Regions from separate parts of the Danio rerio genome. Here region 1 is linked to region 2. A link is a contact called in public HiCAR-type data. All regions are on one chromosome and are shown on one strand. Each heading gives the region's core, a stretch centred on a gene start, on an enhancer-like site or on the middle of the called end of the contact. The rest is flanking DNA. Distances are from core to core; before and after follow the strand shown. Region 1 holds the start of LOC101884777. Region 2 holds the start of las1l (LAS1 like ribosome biogenesis factor).

Evidence for each region. HiCAR-type assays count read pairs that join an accessible place to other places.
Region 1: a contact with region 2 is called in a HiCAR-type map of caudal fin, with 7 times the contacts expected there. The contact joins the promoter of LOC101884777 here to the promoter of las1l in region 2. A contact is called at or near these places in 2 of 4 datasets of contacts at active chromatin or transcription factors (caudal fin and embryo).

What each region holds. Positions count from the first base shown.
Region 1 is chr5:23,093,454-23,096,153 of GRCz12tu, forward strand. It overlaps LOC101884777, which reads left to right and starts at 1,321. Exons shown (of 7, transcript XM_073952117.1): 1 at 1,321-1,607; 2 at 2,482-2,508; 3 at 2,603-2,700. The coding sequence starts at 2,490.
Region 2 is chr5:22,848,135-22,850,939 of GRCz12tu, forward strand. las1l (LAS1 like ribosome biogenesis factor) reads right to left here and starts at 1,286. Exons shown (of 13, transcript NM_001126400.1): 1 at 973-1,286. The coding sequence starts at 1,118.

The DNA of each region.
Region 1 (2,700 bases), core at 71-2,570, 250 kb after region 2:
AAAATAAAAAAAAAACTCAAACTTTGAAACAAGTAGTGGATGAGTGACAGATTTCTTTTTACTTTGTCTTTATGCAACAGTACCAGATTTATGCACCTACCAGTATAAATGTTAGTGTGTATTTAAAAAAAAAATCTGTTTTATGCATAATTCTTTTTTTATTAGGTTCTGCATGATGTCTTATTTCAATAATATCTAGATACAAAACAAATCAACCATTGCAATGCTTTTGAAACACACTACAGTAAAGTGTATTATACCCTGTGTACTGTACAATAGTATTACAACAATGTATTTATTTATGCTACATACAACCAGGGATGGGCAATAGTTTATTGAAATGTATTTTAAAATAAAATACCAAATATTTTTATTATTGTTAATTAATTAATTTATTTAGTTTTTCAATGGGTAGGTAGAAGCTGTTGAGGGAGGAAAGTGATTATTTAGGGTAGTGTTAACAACAACATGTAAAGGTAATTATGAGATGAATGTTGTAATTGATATTCCATGTGAAAAGCCTAATAAAAGAAATTTAAAATAAAATACTGTAGTAGGTTTTACTACTCTATACTGTAGTGTATTCTAGCATAATATAGTTGTGGAAAACTTACAGTATTTGTTTATATTACCATAACTGTTGTTGTCTTACTCAGTAAGAGTTACCACAGCAGATTATTTCAGGTTCTTTTCTATAGTATGGTCAAAGTATAGTATTTACTATAATTTACAGTACTATAGTATTATTTTCATGTAAAAACACATAGGAGGGAAGCTATTAAAACAAACACACACATACACACACAAACATACACACACACACACACACACACACACACACACACACACACACACACACACACACACACACACACACACACACACACACACACACACACACACACAATTTCGGCATTTGTTTTGAATTACATATAAACAAAATGGAAATAATGCAACTTGCCACAAACTTTTTGATGCATTTTGTTAGCTTAGAGACACTATAACACACAAAAAACAAGCATGTTTGACCGGTTTGACCTGTGCAGTTAAGATAATCAGATTGATGAATTCCACCATCAACTGTAACTTCAGTTGTTACACAAATAAGATTATTTTACCTGTGCATCTCATCTGATCCAAACAATAGCTGAAACATATAATTAATGTTTAATTGACTGTCACTGGTGGTTGAAGAAATGTGCCTTGCTGCGTTTTTAGCAGTGTTCACATTTTTTAGGTTATGAAAATTTAGTTACAAAAGAGATGTTGGATGGAGTAAACTTTGAATTTGTTAATACCAAATGCTACTGTATATTAGAAGAAGGAAACTGAAGTCTAACAATTAGACACAAGCAGACATCTAAACTTGTAAGCAGGAGAAACTGAGTGTTGTTTGTTCTGTAAGTTAATAAGTGAAACTACAGTAGGGGAACTTAAAAGTGAAAGAGATTTGAATTCTTACAACCAGTGTGACAGTATTTACAGGCGGTCACATGACAGGTAAAGAGTACTCCGAATGCTTGCAACAATTCACATATACAGATTTGTATGTGCTTCAGGCTCTCTGCACATTCTTCAGTTCAGACTGGAATCATTTGACAGAAAAGGTAAAGTAACAAAAGATATTTGATTATTCACACATTCGGTTTCTGTACATGAAATAATGCTGTAAAGAAGTCTTCAAATGTAAGTCTTTTATTATAGCATGATGTCTAAAATTAGGTGTTCTTTTGAGAAAGAAAAAGTGCAGATGATTCATGAAACAAACATTCTGTCATAAATGATCATAAAACCCAGTGGTCAGTCTATCTATATCCATGTTATAGTTTAACCAGCTCAAAGTCTTACTTTTTGGTTAAACCTACAGTCGTTTTATATGTCTGACTTTAAAAACATACAGTATGACCTAAAGGGTAAAAAATGATGATTAACTTGTAAGACTAGTCTAAGCAGTTTATGCAACCTGGCCGCTGTTGAGTGACAATGACAAACATTTCACCACACTGCACTTGACAAAACATAGTACAAATACAAAAGCAAAAACTTACTGTAAACGGTAAATCAAATTCATTTGTACTTATATTATTTATGCAAACAAAGTCAATCAGAAAATATTGAAATATTAAAGGGATAGTTCACACAAAAATAAAATTTACTTATAAATAAAAGCGTCATGTGGTTCCAAGTGTTTATGAGTCATTTGTTTTGTAAAACATAAAAGAAGATATTTTGAAGAATGCTGAAAACCTGCAACCATTGACTGTTATAGTAGGAAAGCCTAATATTATGGAAGTCAATGGTTACAGGTTTCCAGCTTTCTTCCAAATATCTTCTGGTTTGGAACAAGTAAATGATGAGTAAATGATGACATAATTTTCTCTTTTGGTTGAACTATAAGTATTTTTTATAATGGCTTGGTTTTGGCTGGTTAGATGCAACCTATTCATTTCTCTGACTGAATGTTTTTGTCTACACTTGCAGGATAAATAATGGCAACTACAAGCAACAGTAAGTCTTCAAAATCTTGCTGAATACTTCATTAGCACTAAAATATGTTACTACAGAAAATCAAATGTCCGTGTGTTTCTCTCTGCCTTCACAGAAGAGTTTCATCTTGCTGTCCCTGAAGCTCAGAGTATTGAGGTGAAACTGGGGTCATCTGTCAGTGTTCGGTGTCTCCTGTCTCCTGAAATCAGTGCT
Region 2 (2,805 bases), core at 36-2,535:
AAGGGCTGCACAGTATATCATTACAGCTACGATTTCGCAATGTGATCATTTACCATACTCAATACTGAGTCTAGATTAAAATTATATAATATAATAAAATATGTAATATAATAATAATAATAATAATAATAAAATAGTTTTTTGAGGCTTGTGATGGTTTTTAAAGCATCCAGGCCTAAGAAAATGTACCAAATTTAATTATTTAACAATCAAAGACTATGTAGTATTATTTTACATTTGATTATTCAACTACTGTATACCTGAATACAGTTTGACTCCTCGGAAAACAATCAAACGCTGTTTATTTAAGTTGTACCTTTTTCATTATTGAATGTGTCTATGCTTGTAGGTTGTTTCTAATATTTTATGCATACACGCTCTCCGAATCATCTCAATCAATCTAAAACGATGAATTCTTTTCAAATAGTTATTTAACAACTCCAGTTATATTGTAATCATATTGCAATATATAATCAAAATATATATAATCGTAACATAATATATTGATATGTTAGATTTTTCCAATATAGTGCAGCCCTAATTGACATCCTAGTATTTGTTTTCCTACTATGGTAGTCAATTGTTACCAGGTTCAAAAGCTTTATGAAACGTGTGAGTATTGCTAAATGATTACATGATTTTCAGCGTTGGGTAAACTATCCCTTTCAGAATAATTCTTTTAAAAACAATGGCCAAGAAGACCAAACAGCTAGCTAGATAACAGGGTTTGTATTAAGCCATAGCAATACGTAGTTGAAACTCTAACAATTTTTTGCATTAGGGCATTATTTACAGAGAAATTCACTTTAGCCCATCCACAGAGCAGGACCGTCCGTCAGCAAAACACAAGAGATGAAGCAGCATCAGACGTCACGTGACCAACCAAAGAGCAGCCACAACATCTGCAACATTGTAGCGGGACATCAGAGATCATTCACTCGCTCGGACCAAACACACACACACACATTGTACCTGCCCTTCCACGCGGAGATCCTGTGCAGCGCGTGTTTCTGCAGCGCGGGCTCTTTCGAGTACAAATACTCCAGCACATGCTCGTACTCCGCTTTGTTCATCCAGGGCACGACGTGACGCGTCTTCCCCACCGTTTCTTTCTTCATCTTCAGATCGTCGACTGTATCCTTTTCGAGTGATAAAGTGCGTGGATGCGAGGCGGCGAAAGAATTCAGCACATTTAAAGTTGTTAAAAACTAAAACATACGATTTATGGAAAGCTCCCGTTTACTGGACACAACACAGTCATACGCCCCGCCAGAGGTGCGGCAGGTTAAACGTTCCCCGGTTAGCGTAAGCGATGAACAATGGTTCCGTATGTAATAGTAATTAGATCAGAAAAGCGAGTTCAAAGGAGAACTGAGAGTAATAAAACTTATTTGTTTAAAATGTATTGCTATAGGTGTACTTTATGTTAATATATCGCAGTTTACTCAAATTTAGCAAATAAGCAAAATCTTTAAGCAAATATTTACTGCAGTTTTAGTGCACTGCTGATGAGCATAATCAGCCATTTGCAAACGTTTCAGGGGCATTAAACTCCCAGTTCTTATAATAATCAACCCAGTTCTGTTTTGATATCAAATTAAAACTGAGGATTTAGAAGTAATATCTAGCATTAATAATAATACTAGTAATAAATAAATAACTTATAAAAAGTAGCATTATACTGCTGAGTTTTAGGACTTGGTAATTACGACAATAAAGAAATAACATGGTAGCATTATATATTGGAGTAAATTATTTAGACATATTATTTTGTTACTGATTGCAAAATACATAGAAAATGTTAGTAACATAGAAGATAAGATACATATATATATATATATATATATATATATATATATATATATATATATATATATATATATATATATATATATATATATAATTTTAATTTTGTTACTAAATTCAGAGGGGGTTGATCACAAATTAATTTAAATTGAATGTACATGGAAATTCTGTATTTTGACTACTTAAAAAAGCTAAACAATATAGTAATATGTATAATTCTTTAAGGAATATTTAATTAAATTATAAAGAAATTAGGGAAAGTTAATAAATTATGAATTACTTAGAGGAATTGTGTGAATAATTTCTATTTCTGTAATCCATAATCCAAAAGTAACTGTAATCTATTAAATACAGAGTAATGCATTCTTGGCCAACTAAAACTACTAAATTCTTGCAAAATAATTATGTTATTTTTCTACATAGCACAGAACATCAGCAGATTGCATAATCCTCTTATTAGTAGGTCTGTCTGTATAATATAATATTAACTATTCAACAGGGACGAATTTAACCAATACGTGAGGTAAGCAGCCATTTAAGGCCCTTATGAAATTTGGGAGCCTACAATAAAAGAAGTAGAAGTTTCTATAAATTGTATATAATGTCATTTTCTATCATATTTTATATAATAAGGGTCTAACAATTACAATTTTACCTTAATTATCACATCCGTGCAAATCTTTGATCAAATAGTTTATTCATTATTTTTTAATTTTTGAGTTAAGATTTTTGTGGTTTATTTTTGGCTAACAAATCTTTTAAAATGTACAGATTGTGTTAATATCAAAATGTAAAAAGCAAGATTCAGTGATATAAGAAAAGACAGCTAAATAAATAAATAAATACAGATACGAAGGGTGCATAATGCTGTAGGACTGCTGGGTCCCGGGGCTGGAATTGCTTAGTGCCCACAAATCACTAAATCTGCTCCTGCTATTTACAACATCTAGCCATAGATGTCTTTCTAGACATGCAATATAATTATGAATATGACAACAT